5 separate regions of the Mus musculus genome follow, and all the other regions are linked to region 1. Evidence: chromatin contacts called from public Hi-C, HiChIP or PLAC-seq and promoter capture Hi-C data. All regions are on one chromosome and are shown on one strand. Each heading gives the region's core, a stretch centred on a gene start, on an enhancer-like site or on the middle of the called end of the contact. The rest is flanking DNA. Distances are from core to core; before and after follow the strand shown.

Region 1 (2,840 bases), core at 162-2,661:
TTCGGGGGAGGGGAGCCCTTTCCATATGTGCACTGGGACAGGAGTTTGTGTGGATATTAGAAAAGGCTAAGTCGGTCTCTTTGAAGCGGATGCAGCGTCACGGGCACCGCAGAGGGCGGCAAAAAAGCCTTGGCTTCACATCCAAGTAAGAGCATCTCCTTTGAGGGACAGCCGGGAGCCCAGTCAATGCGGGGTTGTGCGTACACAGGCTAACATTTTGGGTTCCTCAACTGGGTAGGTTTGGACCTAAGTCTGCAGAGAATGAGAGATGGAGCACAGAGCAGAGGCGACCGAGGTCAGAAGAAAAAGGTTCACAAGAAGAACGCGGGGACGCGGCGGTCGTGGCCCTTACCTTGCTGACCACGTTTTGGATGAGACCAGTGCGGATGCCGTAGTCCCACGCGTGGCAGTCGCAATTTGAGTCGTTGTTCCCCTTGCCTGGAGGGGATGGGAGGGGTGGTGTGTCGCTGCTGTTGCTTCGGTTGCTCGTGGTCCCCCAGGAGGCAGTGGAGAAGGGGGTGGCCGAGGGGCTGGTCCAATTGCCCATGTCACCCCATCGGCCGGTGACAGTGGCACCCGCCAGCTCGGTGCCTTTGCCGGCCCCGCGGCACCAGAAATCGGGCTGGTCCAGAAGGAAGGAGTCCGAGAACTGGCTGAAGCCAATGAACAGTGCCGGGATCCAGGTGAGCACCACCAGGGTCTTCTGGTAGCCGCCGCCCAGGCCCCCGAGGAAGGGCAGCACGGAGCCATCGTAGTCCAGCAACAGGAGGCTCGGGGCGGCTGTCGCCGCGCAGCAGCTCGAGTGCGGGCCGCCGCTGGGGTGCAGCGCAGGCAGTGGCTGGATCTCCGCGCTGCTGCCGGAGCCCGCGCGCCCTCCGAGGGGCGCCGAGGCCGCCGCGTCCCCGGGCGGCAGGGAGCCGTTCTCCTCCGCCGGGGCCGGCTGCCGCCCGGCACCACTACCCGCCGCCTCACGCCGCCGGTCTATCGCCATGGCCAGGGCCCGCGGCTCCCGCAGAGGCGCATAGAGCGCGGCGGAGCTCGGCGGGCGCCCGGGCACAGCGCCGCCGCCGAGGAGGAGGGCCCGCGGCCGGAGAGAGTGCTCCGGGCCCGGCGAGTCAGGCCACCCCCATGTCACCCGCGCACCCCCGTGCCCTGGGCGCCGGGCAGAAACCGTTCGAGTCCTCAGCCGCCGCGGCTCATCCGCGCCGCGGCCCGGGCGCCCGCCTAGCTACGAGGCTCTCCGCTGATGCGCGCCGGCCGGGGAGGAGGAGGAGCCGGACCCGCGCCCTTGTCGCGACTCGGGGCCCTGCGGGCACCGGTGCGCGTTGTGCTGGGGCCGCCGGCGGCCGCGGGTTGGGAGATCCTCCACGGACTTCGGGCGCTCCCGGAAGCCGCAAGCTCGCAGCCAGCCTGCGGAGCCGGCCGCGCTCTCGGCTCACCGAGCCGGCCTCCGCCTCCCGCCCCGGCCCGCCCCCTCTCCCCCCGCCGAGGTGGAGGTAACCGCGGCACCTGCTGCGCCGCTCCTGCGCACGAGCGCCCCCTCCAGCCGGGCCGTGTCGCCACCGCCCGGACAGACGCAGGGGCGGGGAGAGGGACACCCGGGCCGCTGCAAGATCCCTGGTGGTCTCTGGGCGCGGGGGACGGGGGTCACCAAGGAGTCTGCACTGGCTGGGAGTGAGAGGACAGTGTCGTCTGCCAGTCTCAAGTCCCACAGCCGCAAGGGACCTCGCCCCGGGCACACCGGCTCTCCGTGACCTCTGTTCGTTTCCGAGGTGCCTGGCGGCTGGCACCCCACTCCTGGTCTTGAGCCCAAGGGTTGCCTGTCTTCCAGAACAACCTTCTGTTCTTCTTCCAGACTCAAATAAGGCAGCTTTTTATGGTCACGGAGCTGGGGCAAGGAGGCATGTTTGCCAATTTTAGGATGACAGCCCCTTACAACGCTGGGTCACACACGACCTACTGCAGCACCCGCCCCAAATCGCCATTTCTTTCTGTGCTCCAGAATGAATGTCAAATAAACACAACTCTAGAAGGCTAGACCTTCAACAGAAGCCACACACTCGATACAAACGTGAATGAGGGCGGCCTGCCCCACCCCCTCCCCAAGGTCTCGGAATCACAATTCCTATGCTCTGCGCACAGGCGCGCACACATCTACACCTCACAGGAGATCCAAATGCTCTTGGCACTCCAGACTCCAGAGCCAGCCTTGCCCAGCTAGCACTATATAAATAACACCAGCCCTGCGGCAAACGGCCGCATTAGCATATCTTCTCCTGCGTGCCAGGCCTGACACCAGTGAGAATTATGCGGCTTTCATCTTAGCCTCACTACATTCTCGAGACATTTCATATTCTGAGAAGTTTATTAATGGAATTAATGGAAATCTTAAATGGAGCAATCTATCTCTAGTCTTATTTAGCACAGGGGAAGGAAGCTCGCGTTCTTTTCCCAAAAGCATATCCTGCGAGTACATGTATGGAATGCGTTCTTTAAGCATCTCCGTTATTTTCTCAGCTGCATGTTGTATAATTTAGTGGGAGACTTTTTTTTTTTAAGCATGCAGCTCAATGTTCCAGTCAACATGTACTTACTGCTGAAATTCTGACACGTGGAGAGAACTATTTCTGAAGACTGCCAGAGAGCTGGACTTTGGGGAACCCAACTGTGAATTTTCCTGAGTGGCTGGGAAGGGGAGATTAGATAACAATAGACGGAAGAGACACAGGCTGCAGAAGACACTAAAGGTCTGGGAAACCCAGTCTGGAAATTTAAGCACATTTAATGACATACTTGAGTGAGAATGTCATTATGAAACCCATCATGCAGTATAATGATTA
Region 2 (2,840 bases), core at 122-2,621, 250 kb before region 1:
CACAAAGAGTGGTGCAAACTAGAAGAAAGAGGGCTGAGGAAGTCAAGAACTGAATTGTGCAGCCCCTGTTGTGATATTTGCTATCCTAGGGAACTTTTCATAGATGCCCCGCATTGAGGCCTACAGTCCCTCTACTCCCTTTCCTCTGATCAGTCTTGGCCATCAAGGTGACAAAGGCCAGTCATCTCCTCTTTATCTGAAGACAACACTTCAGGTATACCCACTAGCTCCAGCTACCCACAGCTGGTGAAATGATAGCCTCATAGCCTGGAAGCAGAAGTCTGGTAGTCTAAACAACACCTGCTTTGCTCGTTAAACAACCGACCTGAAATTTTTAAGTCTTTTGCAGTGCATGTTGACTAAGAGCTCCTCCTTGTGAGACATGGTTCCCTGGCTGGGAGCTAAATTTGGGAGTGGCAGGGGTAGTCCAGCATTATCTGTACGTGGAGTCTGAATTCTCCTGTTAGCGCAGTGGTATTAAAAGTCTCGTTGCTCTTCCACAGACAGGTGGCTCCTGCTGTTTGTTGACTCCACATCCATTTCACTTGAGTCTGAATACAAGTAGAGGAAAATGAGTGACCTAACGAGAAACTTCAGCATACATCCCCACTATGTAGCTATGCTTATTCAAACAGAAAACAATAACTATATTTTTCAGAAGTGGTTAGACACATTTGCATCTCTAGTGATGTTTTGGTTTACAAACGATTGATAATCTAACACTGCACCATGAAACTTAAGTTTTTACTATCATGAAAGTTACAAAGATGAAGTTCTCACTACCAACCTATTTTCTTATCACATCCTGATTATTCAGCTGGTGCCTGTTAAGTGCAGCAAGCTGGCTGTGTGGGTGGGAGACAAGAGATGAAAGCCATGCCAAGTGTTTGCTAGGCTCAGTACCGGTTTTGATGCGAGAGAGAGAGAGAGAGAGAGAGAGAGAGAGAGAGAGAGAGAGAGAGAGAGAGAGAGAGAGAGAGAGAGAGAGAGAGAGAGAGAGAGAGAGAAAGGGGGAGGGGGAGGGGGATGGGGAAGGGGAAGGGGAGGGGGAAGGGGAAAGAGGGGGAGTGGGAGCGAGTAGAATATAACCTGTCTCCTTATGTGTGAAAAAAATTGGCTCAGAAGCGTTAAAGGAATGTTCCTCCCCACCCCTAGCATCACACAATACCAGAAAGAAAGGAAGAAAAAAATCAAAACAAAACAAAACAAAAACCAGTAATTGCATCTCCTGATGCTGATAGAGCTTTTTCTAGTTTCACATCCAAGCTGTTTCCTAGGCAACCAGCACCCAGCCTCCAGGACTGTCTGTCTGAACTCAGAAGAAGGGGGAATGCAGCCAATGTCTACTCACCCCCTCATTTCCTGCCTTAGTGATGATGCCACAGTCCTTTGTTGGGGTGTGAATGTGGCGAAAACAGAAAGCCCAGAAGCCTGATCGTGGGATTCCATTGCAAATGAGCTCTTTCCACTCACTGAAGGTCCAGATCCATTGAGAACCTTGCTTGTGAGAGCACTGAGCTCACTTCTATTTTTATTCACACCCTGGTTTTCCTTTTCTCTCCTTATTTTTGTGGGGGACCAAGAAGGAGTCCTCTTTATTCACATGACGTGGAACCCTTTGAAACCCATAAGAAAAGAAAGAGCACCCTCCACACCCATCACCCTGCCCATGGGAAAAGGCTCTGAAGTGTCCTTTCCAGTTCCCAGAGCAGGATGGGAACAGGGCTAACACGTCTCTGTGTCACATATCCTGTTTGGCCTTGTACCAGGTCTTTGCTTACTGTGCACTTCCTTAGTCAATCTGGGTCTCTGGAACTTAAGGAATTTGCCCTCCAGGTGTGTCGGAGGAAGAGGTAGCAGCCATCCATGCCATGACCACCTTCGCCTTTCTGCCTTCATTTATCCAAAGCATTTCCCTAGCTCACTACAGAGAACCAGAGACACACTTGCCCTCCTGATACCTACGTGAATGAAATTCAAACTTCTGCACATTGCTAAAATCCTTCACCCCTGGTAATATTCATAGGACCCATCTGGGAACCAGCATTACATCTTCACTTACCATTTCAGATATCAACTACTAGCTGCAGAGCAGCCACAGGTCATGGTCAAGAGGCAGGAACCTCACTGTGGTCCTGGCCCATTGGGATAGGGAGCAGTAAGCTCGGATCTGAGGTATGGAAAGCCATCTTCTGCCAGGACCTGGAGCTAGTCGGTGGAACTGACTGGCAAATTCTCCAGACTTGACATGGTATGCAGGCAGGCTTTGTGCTCTGGAAAGGGCAGTGCATGCAAGAATATACCAGTCAGAGAACACTCTGGTAGGCAGGCAGATGGGGAAAGAGGCCACGCATAAACAGGGTGGCATTCTTCTGGCTCCTTTGTCACCCAGGACAAAGAGTTGGCAGGCTTCCTCCTTTCCTTGGTGAACTCCCTCTGGCTGCCCTGCCCTGATGCATCCTAGCCAGGCGTTGACCCTGGATGCTGTAAGCCAGTCAGCTCACTTTCTTTGTCTAATTTGACCAGTTAAAGATGAGGAGACAGAGATCTACTCTATCATAAACATTTATAAGAGCTGAGCTCTCCTGGGGATAGTGGTACAAATTTCAGTTTTTGGCTCTTCCTACTTGTAAGGAGTTAGTTTGTCGTGTGTGTGTGTGTGTGTGTGTGTGTGTGTGTGTGTGTGTGTGTATGTGTGTGTGTGTTGGGGGTGGTATTCTTGTACACACTTTTACTTTTAATAAAAGTTGCTATGTCTTATTTCCTGTGTTTTAATTCTTTAGTCAATGGAGAAAACAAACTCCACCCAAGACCCCCTAGTCAGTAACATTTGGGGTGGG
Region 3 (2,840 bases), core at 150-2,649, 230 kb after region 1:
TCAGAGATTTCTCTCCATCATATGCCTAGTCTTTGCCTAGGCATTTGATGGTTGTAGGATGCTTGGCCTGAAGCCAATGGTGGGTCTAAGCCTGGGCATTCACCCACTGCCCCCTGACAGGGTGATCTAGGGAACCTGAGAGGAGAGGTAGCTATGCTGGATATCACATTGGATCTTTGTGGATTGAGAGGGGGGGGAAAGCAAGAAAATTTCACTTCCATGAAGTGACTGGACCTTTAACAGGATTAAAAGGTAAATTAAGTAAATGAATTCAAGGAACTTATCTCCACCAAACCGTGTGTGTGTGTGTGTGTGTGTGTGTTACTGAGGGTTGCCTGTAGGACCTTGCACATAAAATAACATCAGCTTTATTTCATGAAATCTTTCGAGGTTATCCAGGCTGGCCTAGAACATTTCCCTCCCTCCCTCCCTCCCTCCCTCCCTCCCTCCCTCCCTCCCTCCCTCCCTCCCTCCCTCCCTCTTGAAAGGGCCTGATGCAAGCTCAGGGGAGTTAGCCACATGGACTGTGTTTTCTGCTCTCACTGGATCTGATCCTACAATGACACACAAGCCAGCCACTCAGGACATGGTTAATGAGCATGTGCCCTGTGCCAGGCAAGCCAAGACCAAGCAAGCCAAGTCAAAACTCAAGGAGACACAAGGTTGATGACAGGGAAATAGCACAGTGAGAGCTAGGGAGATCTCCTGAACAAAGTGAATATTACGTTACTTGCTGCATAACAAATTACTCCCACACACATTAGCAACTTAATAAACAAGAGCATTTCTTATCTCCTGCTTTCTGAGTGTCAGGATCCTAAGGCAGTTTGGTTATAGAGTGGCTCTGGCTCAGTGTTGCTAAGGAAGCTGAAGTTAAACAGATGGCCAGCTAGAAGATCTGCTGCCAAGCTCACTTAAACCACAGCTGGAATCCTCAGGTCTTCACAGACTTTTGTGCCAGAGACTTTAGTATATTGTTACATGAAGAGTCATTATGGCACACATCTAGCTTCTCATAGAGTGTGAACTGAAAGATAGACACCGTGGGCTTTTTAACAATTTAACCCTGGAAGGGATGTCCAATTGTTAGGACTGGTCACAAAGACAAACCCAAATAGAAATGAAGAAGGGGTAGCATGCAATGTGGGTGCCAGGATAGGGCCAGCTTAAAGAATAGCTAACAGAAAAATTGACTATGAGTGCATGTGTCATTCAGCCATAGCACTTGATTCAAATGTTTTCTGTATGAATGGAGACTTCATGTGACTAAATCTGACAGGGTCTTTTAAAAATATCACAATGGCTTTTAATGTGACACATTGCTGATAAGAGACAGGGTGAATATCGTCACTGTACATCACATTCACCCCCATTTGCTTATTTGCATGTCATAGATTTGTTCCACTAAGGCAGCTGCCTGGTTACCATGGCAACAGCTCAGAGGTAAATTTCCCTCAAGCACAAAGGCAATGTGAAGAGTAAAATTGAAGAGATTTGAAACAAAGAACAAAAAAAATTATCTTTGCTTGTGCAAATGAACCTGATAAATTTTAAATTATTCAATAAGACCCCAAAGGAGAGCCCCCCCAAGATGTTATGTATGGCTAAGAAATTATGTATGGCTTTATTTCAACTCAATAGAAATGTTTTAAAATCTTCCAATCTTACCAGAAAATACTTTTAAACATTCACAGAATATTATTATTTCATAAATTTGAATATGAAACTGGGTGTGGTGGGTAAATATAAGAGTGGAACATAGAAGGCAGAACTTGGCATGCGGAGATATGAGAAGGAATTGGCCCTAGATTAGCTGTCCAAAAATTATTTGGCTCACTGGTTACTGTGCAATGAGGCTTCAGCTAAGTCAGGGACACTCTTAGAGTCATGGCCACTTGCCCTTGATCTTTGCCCCAAAGTGGCTTTGATGATGCCAATCATGTATTTCGGGGCTTTCAAATGGAAGACTGCATGCCCTGAAAGACATAAGCAACCTCAGAGCAGCCCTCCCAACACTTTCTGCTTGTTCATCCATATTGAAAGAAAGAACAGGGATTGAACCATCCATGTGAAACCAGTTCATTACAAAATACTCTTACAATGAATGGGTATTTGACAGTTTTAGCAAACCTACATAGAAACCTCTTCCACATATCAGCTCAAGACTTTCCTGGAGCAATTGATTCTCTTGCTCCTTCCAAAGTTCTGTTATCAAGTAAGTAAGAAGGCAGCTATTCAGGATTGGTGATATAAACCAGTAATCCCAGCATTTCTGCTAAGTTGAGGGAGGAAGATCATGATTTGGGGGCTAGCCTGGGTTATATAGCAACATACAGCCTGCATCAGGAAAACAAAATGAACAAGGATGACTAACACTGCCTGACATGCTCATTAAAACTTCCAGCTATCCCTGACAGTTGATTGATTCTATTGTGACTTTTGTCCTTTATTGCTTTGTGTACTTTGAAGGTTGTTTTAAAAGTATGGAAACATTGCCCAGTTCTTCTTACAAAGTCACTGCTACCCAGACACCTAAGCCACCTAAAGACCCAACAAAGAAAGACAATTACAGCTGAATTTTCCTTATGAACATAAATGTGAAAATTCTCTATAAAATATTTTAAATCAAATCCAACAATACAGCGAAAAGATCATCCACCTCGATCAAGTAGGCTTCATTCTAGAGATACAGAGATGGTTCAACAAATGTAAATTGATAAATGCAATGTACCATATACATAGAATGAAAAATAAAAGCCACATGATCATCTCATCAGACACAGAAAAGGCCTTTAACAAAATCCAACACCCCTACATGATAAAAGTCCTGGAGAGATTAG
Region 4 (2,840 bases), core at 102-2,601, 230 kb before region 1:
GCTGAAGATGCTCAGTGGAGAAAGGCAAGGGAAAAAAAGGAAAGAATTTGTGGGCTTACTGGTGGGATAGCATCTGAAAACCATGGAGATGGGAAGGGCAGGAGCTTGACAGGTGCTGCCGCCCTTCAGTCACTTTCTTAATTCTGTCTTGACGTGTTAATGTTGCAAGAGGAAGGATTCACTGGGCTCTCTGCAGATGCCATGAGTCACAGCTGCCATGATATTCAGGAGTCTCCTTTTCAGGGGACAAGTGGCAGCCCCTGCCCCCCCCCCCCCAAGCTTGCTACAAGTCTAGGATTCCTGACTACTCCTCAGGACCACTGGATCAGAACGTGCATCTGATGGAGATTCCAGGTGATAAGCAGGCAATTGCCAAGACTAAGGAGCCAGATGTGGACTCAGAAGATCTAACCTGGGTCATGGCTCATCATAAGAAACAAGGACAAGAGGAAAGAGTTCAGGGTGTAGGGCATTGGGGTGCTGAAAACCCTGTATTCTCCATTTCCTTTGCTCAAGGCTTGGCAGTGGGATCACCTGATAGTAATCCATGGTTTTCTCCACAGAATTTCACAATTTCATATGATTCAACCTAATACTCTGGAGAGTGTCCAATGTGTGACTCATGCCTCCCACAGTTACAGCGTGGCACCGATGTAATCCTGTTCTTTGACCTGTATGCAGCTGCGGCTCCAGAGGAGACACTGGCAGAGGTGTGCCTTTCTGCTTAGGGAGTCAGACTCCTGTAATCCCTTTCACGTCATCAACAATGACAAGCCATAATAGTGTCATACACTGCTCATTTGTGTTCAACCTTATAATGACTGTACAACGATCATTTGAGATGTATAGGTGAAGAAATGAAACCACAGAGAGGTTGAGTAAGTTGCTCAAAGTCACACAACTTGGAAGCAAGAAGGCAGAGCAACTTGATGCCCTGAATATTTCACAGAATTTCTGAAGAAATGCCAGACTAAGGCCATGGAGACTTCCAAGATCATGTGCTACAGTTTGGATCTGGGATGTCCCACACAGGCCTTTTTGTTTAAGACATGATTCCCAGCTTGAAGAGGTAGAACCTGTAGGAGGAGGGACCCAGACCATTGGGGCTGTAATGGCTCTTGTTTAATTTTACTGAATCTGAAATACTTAGGAGACAATGGCTCTGGCCATGTCTCTGAGGGAGATTCCAGAGTTGTGTTTGGGGGTGGTGCTCCCCTCACTGTGGGTGACACAGCTGGGATACAAGCTCTGAGGGAAAATCAGTGATGCTTGCCTTTGTCTCTTGCAGAGGACTCCAGTCCTGTGGCTCCCACTGCCGCTGCCACCATTACCATCAGACTCTGACTTCTTTCGGCCTTCCATCCTGGAACGAATACCAATGACTCACCAGGAATCTGGAGCCTTTGGCTCCAGAATGGAATTGCTGTGGTATCTGAAAGTTCCAGAATCCACACAAGACACCCCAAGACCAAGTTCTTAGCACAAAGGAGATTTATTTGCCTCAGAGGGAGAAAGGGCAAGGAATAAGAGACAAAGACAGGAAATGAAGGATGAGGGAGAAGGGGAAGGACAGAGAGTGGGGGAAAAGATATTTGTCCCAGATTGACAAAGGACTGTCTCTGGATAGAGAGGAGACAGATATGGCCCACCTGAACATGGAAGTTTATAAGGGAAAAATGGGGGAAACCTGGTGCTAGGTGAGGTGTTTTGTTTTAATTTGGGTATGTTAATTAGGTGAACCAAAGGGAGCTTTTAATTTCTGGATTTCAATATTTTGATAGCTGGATCTTGGTAGTTAGCCTCAGACAGAAGGAGTGAGGGACCTTGGAGACTAGCTTCAAGAATATAATCTGTTTAGCAAGGTAAAGGAAATAGGGGAAAGGCAAGGTCTGACAGCCATGTTTGCCATTCTCAGGTCTGTGTTTGCCATGCTTGGGCCTGCTAGAGCCCTTCAGTATCCAGCTTTGTGCTCTGAATAGCCTCTCCTGCATACATACAGCCTTTGTCAGGTCACCAGAACCTTATTATGCAAGCCACATGCATCTATGTAGACATACACTCACATTCACCTATTCTAGTCTTCTAAAGAACCTTTGGCCAATACAGGGACCTACAGGGACCCTGGTACCCTGGGACCCTGGCTTCCCCCTCTTCTCTTGGCTTCCCAGCAACCAGGAGGTATACTTATTTACTTCCTTTTTTTTTTTTTTAACCATATTCGCTGGCCATGATGTGCTTGCTCTGTTGCCACAGTCCCAAAGTAACAGGACATAACCCAAAACCATGAACCCAAATAGTATTTCCTCTGTTCAGTCCGCCACATTCGGAATTTTGTCTCCATCGTGGAAAGCCAGCTGGTCCAGAGGCAGTGGAAGGCTCTGTTAGGATGACTTAGGGATGTGGAGATTGCTCAAAGGATAAAGTGCTTGTTGTATGTGGTAGTCTTGTCAAGTCGACACACTGTGGAAGGGAGGCCTGGTGAAGAACTGTTGAGATTGACAGTGACCTAGTTAGCATTAGCTGTGGATTTGACACAACCTGGAATCACTTGAAGAGTCTCAAGTAATTATCTCTGTCAGGTTGGTCTGTGGTGTGCCTCTGTGAGATTGCCTTGGTTTTTAAGAGATACAGAGGCCCTTCTGACTGTGGAGGGCAATGTTCTCTCTGGGCAAGGGGCCCTGGGAAATGAAAGAAAGCTGGCTCAGTGTGGGTTTAGGGGTGAGTGAGCCAGTAGATGCTGCATCTCTATGGCTTCTGCTTCAAGTTCCTGCCTGAGTTCCTGCCCTGGTTTTCACCCAGTGATGGACTGTTACTGGAAGCCACAATAAAGCCTTTCCTCT
Region 5 (2,840 bases), core at 228-2,727, 210 kb after region 1:
ATAGAAATTAATGTGATTTTCATCATGAGATGGCAATGAACCCATGTGGACTGGAGATAGAATAACATTGGCCAAATGAATATAAAATATTACCTACCGGCTCATGTGTTTGAACATTTGGTTCCCAACTGATAGCACTGCTTTGGGAGGTTTTGGAACCTTCAGGATATATGGCTTAGCTGACAGGACCTTGTCATGGTCGGCAGGGCTTGAAGGCTCCAGCCTGAGCTTTCTATTTCCTTGTCCAGCTGCCATGTGAGGGGCTCCATCTCACTCGCCCAACACTATGGAGATGCTCTGCTTTGCCACTTTCATGATGAACTGAACCAAAATAAATCTTTCCTTCGTATTGTCTGGTCCCTTGCCACTACGATAGGCAAGCAATACATTTTGCTTCTGGCAATCATGCACAATGGGCCAGTTCTCCACATATGTTCATAAACCCTGCCTAGGTAACTTATAAAGAAGTCTTCTATAAAGAATCATATCCCTTGAGCTACACGTCCTCATTCATCCAATACAAGCTACTCACTGGCTATGGGTCATTGGCTGCCTCCTACCCAATGTAGGAGATTAAATTGAGGGTCTCTCAAGCGCTGGTGAAGCACTCTACCCCTGAACTACACTCTCCATGTAGTAAAGCTCAACTGTACTATAGAAACTTGTGAGGCAGACTAGATGTGAAAACAAGAATGCTTTCAACAAGCATCATTGACTAGTTCTGTAGTTGGTATGATACAGAGAAATACAGAAGATATAATTGTAGCCCTCGGCAAGAGCATTGAATTCTGGCTTATCCCACAGCCTAGCTCCCTGTCTGAGTAGTTTTATGGTATCCTTGTTTGCTTTCTGTTTCTGTGATAAAACACTGGCCAAAAGCAACTTGGAGAAGAAAGGGCTTAATTAACTTACAGGTTACTGTCTACCATGGGGGAAAGCTAAAGCAGGAATTCAAGGCAGGAGTCTGGAAGCAGGAACTGAAGCAGAGACCCTGGAGGAACACTGCTTACTGGCTAGATTCTCATGGCTTGCTTAGCCTGCTTTCTTACACAACTCAGGCTCACCTGCCCACAAATGGCACCACATATAGTGGGCTGGGCTCTCCCACATCAATGAACAACCAACAAAACGCCTCTCAGATGTACCCAAAGCTAACCCTGAAGGAGACAATTCTTCAGTTGAGTTTCCCCCTTCCCTAGTGTGTCAAGTTGATAATTATGATAATTTAGAAATGAATAGAAACTTGGTTCATCTCCCTACTCAAATGGTTCATTTGTGGTTCTGTTTTGTGGCCATTCTACCTCTGCCTTATACTGAATTTATGACAAAAACATAGCCTTCCAGAGGCTGAAAAGAAAATGAAAATGCTTTGATACTTAAAAAGTGCACAGTTAAATGCACTTTTCCAAGACTGTATCTGACTCCCTGGGATATGACGCATACAAATGTATCCTCAGGTTTCTTCCCCTATTGGCATGTGACAGCTGTGGTTGGTCTTACAAATCTTGTCAAACAGTGGTTACAAAACCTGAGACACATTTATCTTATCTCCTGGACCAAAAAAAAAAAAAAAAAAAAAAAAAAAATCAATTCAGTGCTTGTTGGAGAAACTCCATTTTATTTGATATCAGGAAAGTGAGTGTTTCAGTCCACAAATTTTATTTCCTCCATCAAAGCATGCAAGGCAGAATCCTTGTGGGTGACTTTAAAACTAACATTCCCTTTGGGAAGGAGTTGGAGATCTTTGCTTTAGATAGAGAGAAAAGTTCGATCTTCAAGACCAGCCAACCTTCCAGGGCCTCTCCCTCCCATCCTAATGCAATCGTGTGTCTGTGTAGCACAGACAGCTGTTTACACAGATAATATTTACTCAGGGCAGAAGATCAAGAAGATTCCTTTCCTATCAGACATCTGGAAATGTACGCAAACTTACCAGCAATGTTTGCAGATCTTGCAGAGGTCTAAAACAAAATGTGGCGGGTCTTTTTGTTCTCAGTTGTTTCCCTTGCTCTCTGCTCTTAGCCCTTAGCTGACAGTGATGATCAAGCTACAGAATACAGAATTGTCATGCCTTCCATCAGGAATCTGAATACCAAAGACGCTTTCTTGGGATAGGCAGGGTCCAGCCTTACATGTGGTTGCATAACAGAAGGCAGGGGAGGGAAACAGCAATAGTAAAAGGTTTCTGAATGTGCAACAGTGAAAATTAGTTCCAAGTCAACTAACACAACGAACCCAAGATGTTTCTGATAGTGCTTGCCCATCTTGCATTATGTGACTTCACAGCCTCCTTGGTTCTTATGGCACAGCATATAGTCAATCCCAGGCCAGAAGTCTTCTACTGAAATTACAGCGGTTCTTCCTAGTTGAATGTTCCTGGCTTTCATTCTCTCCCATCCTTTCAAAGCACACCTATGATACAGATTCTCTCTTATGAATCAATTCTCTGAAGAAGCTGAATTTTTGGTAGTTGTGTTTTCAATAATAATTTTAGTATATTGCACTCTGTGTTTTTTATGCATTTCTTTTTATTAATTGGATAATTTCTTGTAATATTATTTTCTTTTTTAATATTTTTATTAGGTATTTTCCTCATTTACATTTCCAATGCTATCCCAAAAGTCCCCATACCCTCCCCCCAACTCCCCTACCCACCCACTCCCACTTTTTGGCCCTGGCGTTCCCCTGTACTGGGGCATATAAAGTTTGCAAGTCCAATGGGCCTCTCTTTCCAGTGATGGCCGACTAGGCCATCTTTCGATACATATGCAGCTAGAGTCAAGAGCTCTGGGGTACTGGTTAGTTCCTATTGTTGTTCCACCTATAGGGTTGCAGTTCCC

What was found. Promoter capture Hi-C pulls out the DNA fragments that hold promoters and counts their contacts. A called contact is a pair of places that touch in the nucleus more often than the background predicts. HiChIP or PLAC-seq counts read pairs in DNA pulled down with a chosen protein or histone mark.
Region 2: a promoter capture Hi-C map of embryonic stem cells shows a contact between it and region 1. The contact joins the enhancer-like site here to the promoter of Slc22a23 in region 1. A contact is called at or near these places in 3 of 39 promoter capture datasets (embryonic stem cells, fetal liver and liver) and 3 of 115 datasets of contacts at active chromatin or transcription factors (embryonic stem cells, pancreatic cancer cells and stem cell-derived neural progenitor cells).
Region 3: a Hi-C map of cortical neurons shows a contact between it and region 1, with 2.9 times the contacts expected there. The contact joins the enhancer-like site here to the promoter of Slc22a23 in region 1. A contact is called at or near these places in 3 of 39 promoter capture datasets (hippocampal neurons, liver and neutrophils), 1 of 15 datasets of contacts at CTCF or cohesin (the NIH/3T3 cell line), 2 of 484 Hi-C or Micro-C datasets (both in cortical neurons), 6 of 115 datasets of contacts at active chromatin or transcription factors (SST interneurons, embryonic forebrain, embryonic midbrain and 3 more) and 1 of 9 other capture datasets (adipose tissue).
Region 4: an HNF4G HiChIP or PLAC-seq map of pancreatic cancer cells shows a contact between it and region 1. The contact joins the promoter of 4930447K03Rik here to the promoter of Slc22a23 in region 1. A contact is called at or near these places in 5 of 39 promoter capture datasets (the HPC-7 cell line, cranial neural crest, hematopoietic stem and progenitor cells and 1 more) and 2 of 115 datasets of contacts at active chromatin or transcription factors (pancreatic cancer cells and stem cell-derived neural progenitor cells).
Region 5: a contact with region 1 is called in a Hi-C map of liver, with 2.5 times the contacts expected there. The contact joins the enhancer-like site here to the promoter of Slc22a23 in region 1. A contact is called at or near these places in 5 of 39 promoter capture datasets (the 3T3-L1 cell line, 3T3-L1-derived adipocytes, cranial neural crest and 2 more), 1 of 15 datasets of contacts at CTCF or cohesin (the NIH/3T3 cell line), 2 of 484 Hi-C or Micro-C datasets (both in liver), 2 of 115 datasets of contacts at active chromatin or transcription factors (embryonic midbrain and embryonic stem cells) and 1 of 9 other capture datasets (adipose tissue).

The regions. Positions count from the first base shown.
Region 1 is chr13:34,343,807-34,346,646 of GRCm38.p6, forward strand. It overlaps Slc22a23 (solute carrier family 22, member 23), which reads right to left and starts at 1,412. Exons shown (of 10, transcript NM_001382849.1): 1 at 353-1,412. The coding sequence starts at 991.
Region 2 is chr13:34,094,905-34,097,744 of GRCm38.p6, forward strand. It overlaps 4930447K03Rik (RIKEN cDNA 4930447K03 gene), which reads right to left. Exons shown (of 5, transcript NR_046184.1): 3 at 326-551. Among named protein-coding and RNA genes, the nearest start is that of 4930447K03Rik, 17 kb to the right of the region's middle. Within about 2 kb of position 1,372, at least 141 of the 459 cell types and tissues checked have an H3K27ac peak or open chromatin away from gene starts, as enhancers often do. A contact at or near this core is called in embryonic stem cells and stem cell-derived neural progenitor cells, where this site is marked.
Region 3 is chr13:34,574,727-34,577,566 of GRCm38.p6, forward strand. No RefSeq gene overlaps it. Among named protein-coding and RNA genes, the nearest start is that of Gm40909, 70 kb to the left of the region's middle. Within about 2 kb of position 1,400, at least 38 of the 459 cell types and tissues checked have an H3K27ac peak or open chromatin away from gene starts, as enhancers often do. A contact at or near this core is called in SST interneurons, cortical neurons, embryonic forebrain and 1 more, where this site is marked.
Region 4 is chr13:34,111,921-34,114,760 of GRCm38.p6, forward strand. It overlaps 4930447K03Rik (RIKEN cDNA 4930447K03 gene), which reads right to left and starts at 1,352. Exons shown (of 5, transcript NR_046184.1): 1 at 1,274-1,352.
Region 5 is chr13:34,548,839-34,551,678 of GRCm38.p6, forward strand. No RefSeq gene overlaps it. Among named protein-coding and RNA genes, the nearest start is that of Gm40909, 44 kb to the left of the region's middle. Within about 2 kb of position 1,478, at least 4 of the 459 cell types and tissues checked have an H3K27ac peak or open chromatin away from gene starts, as enhancers often do. A contact at or near this core is called in liver, where this site is marked.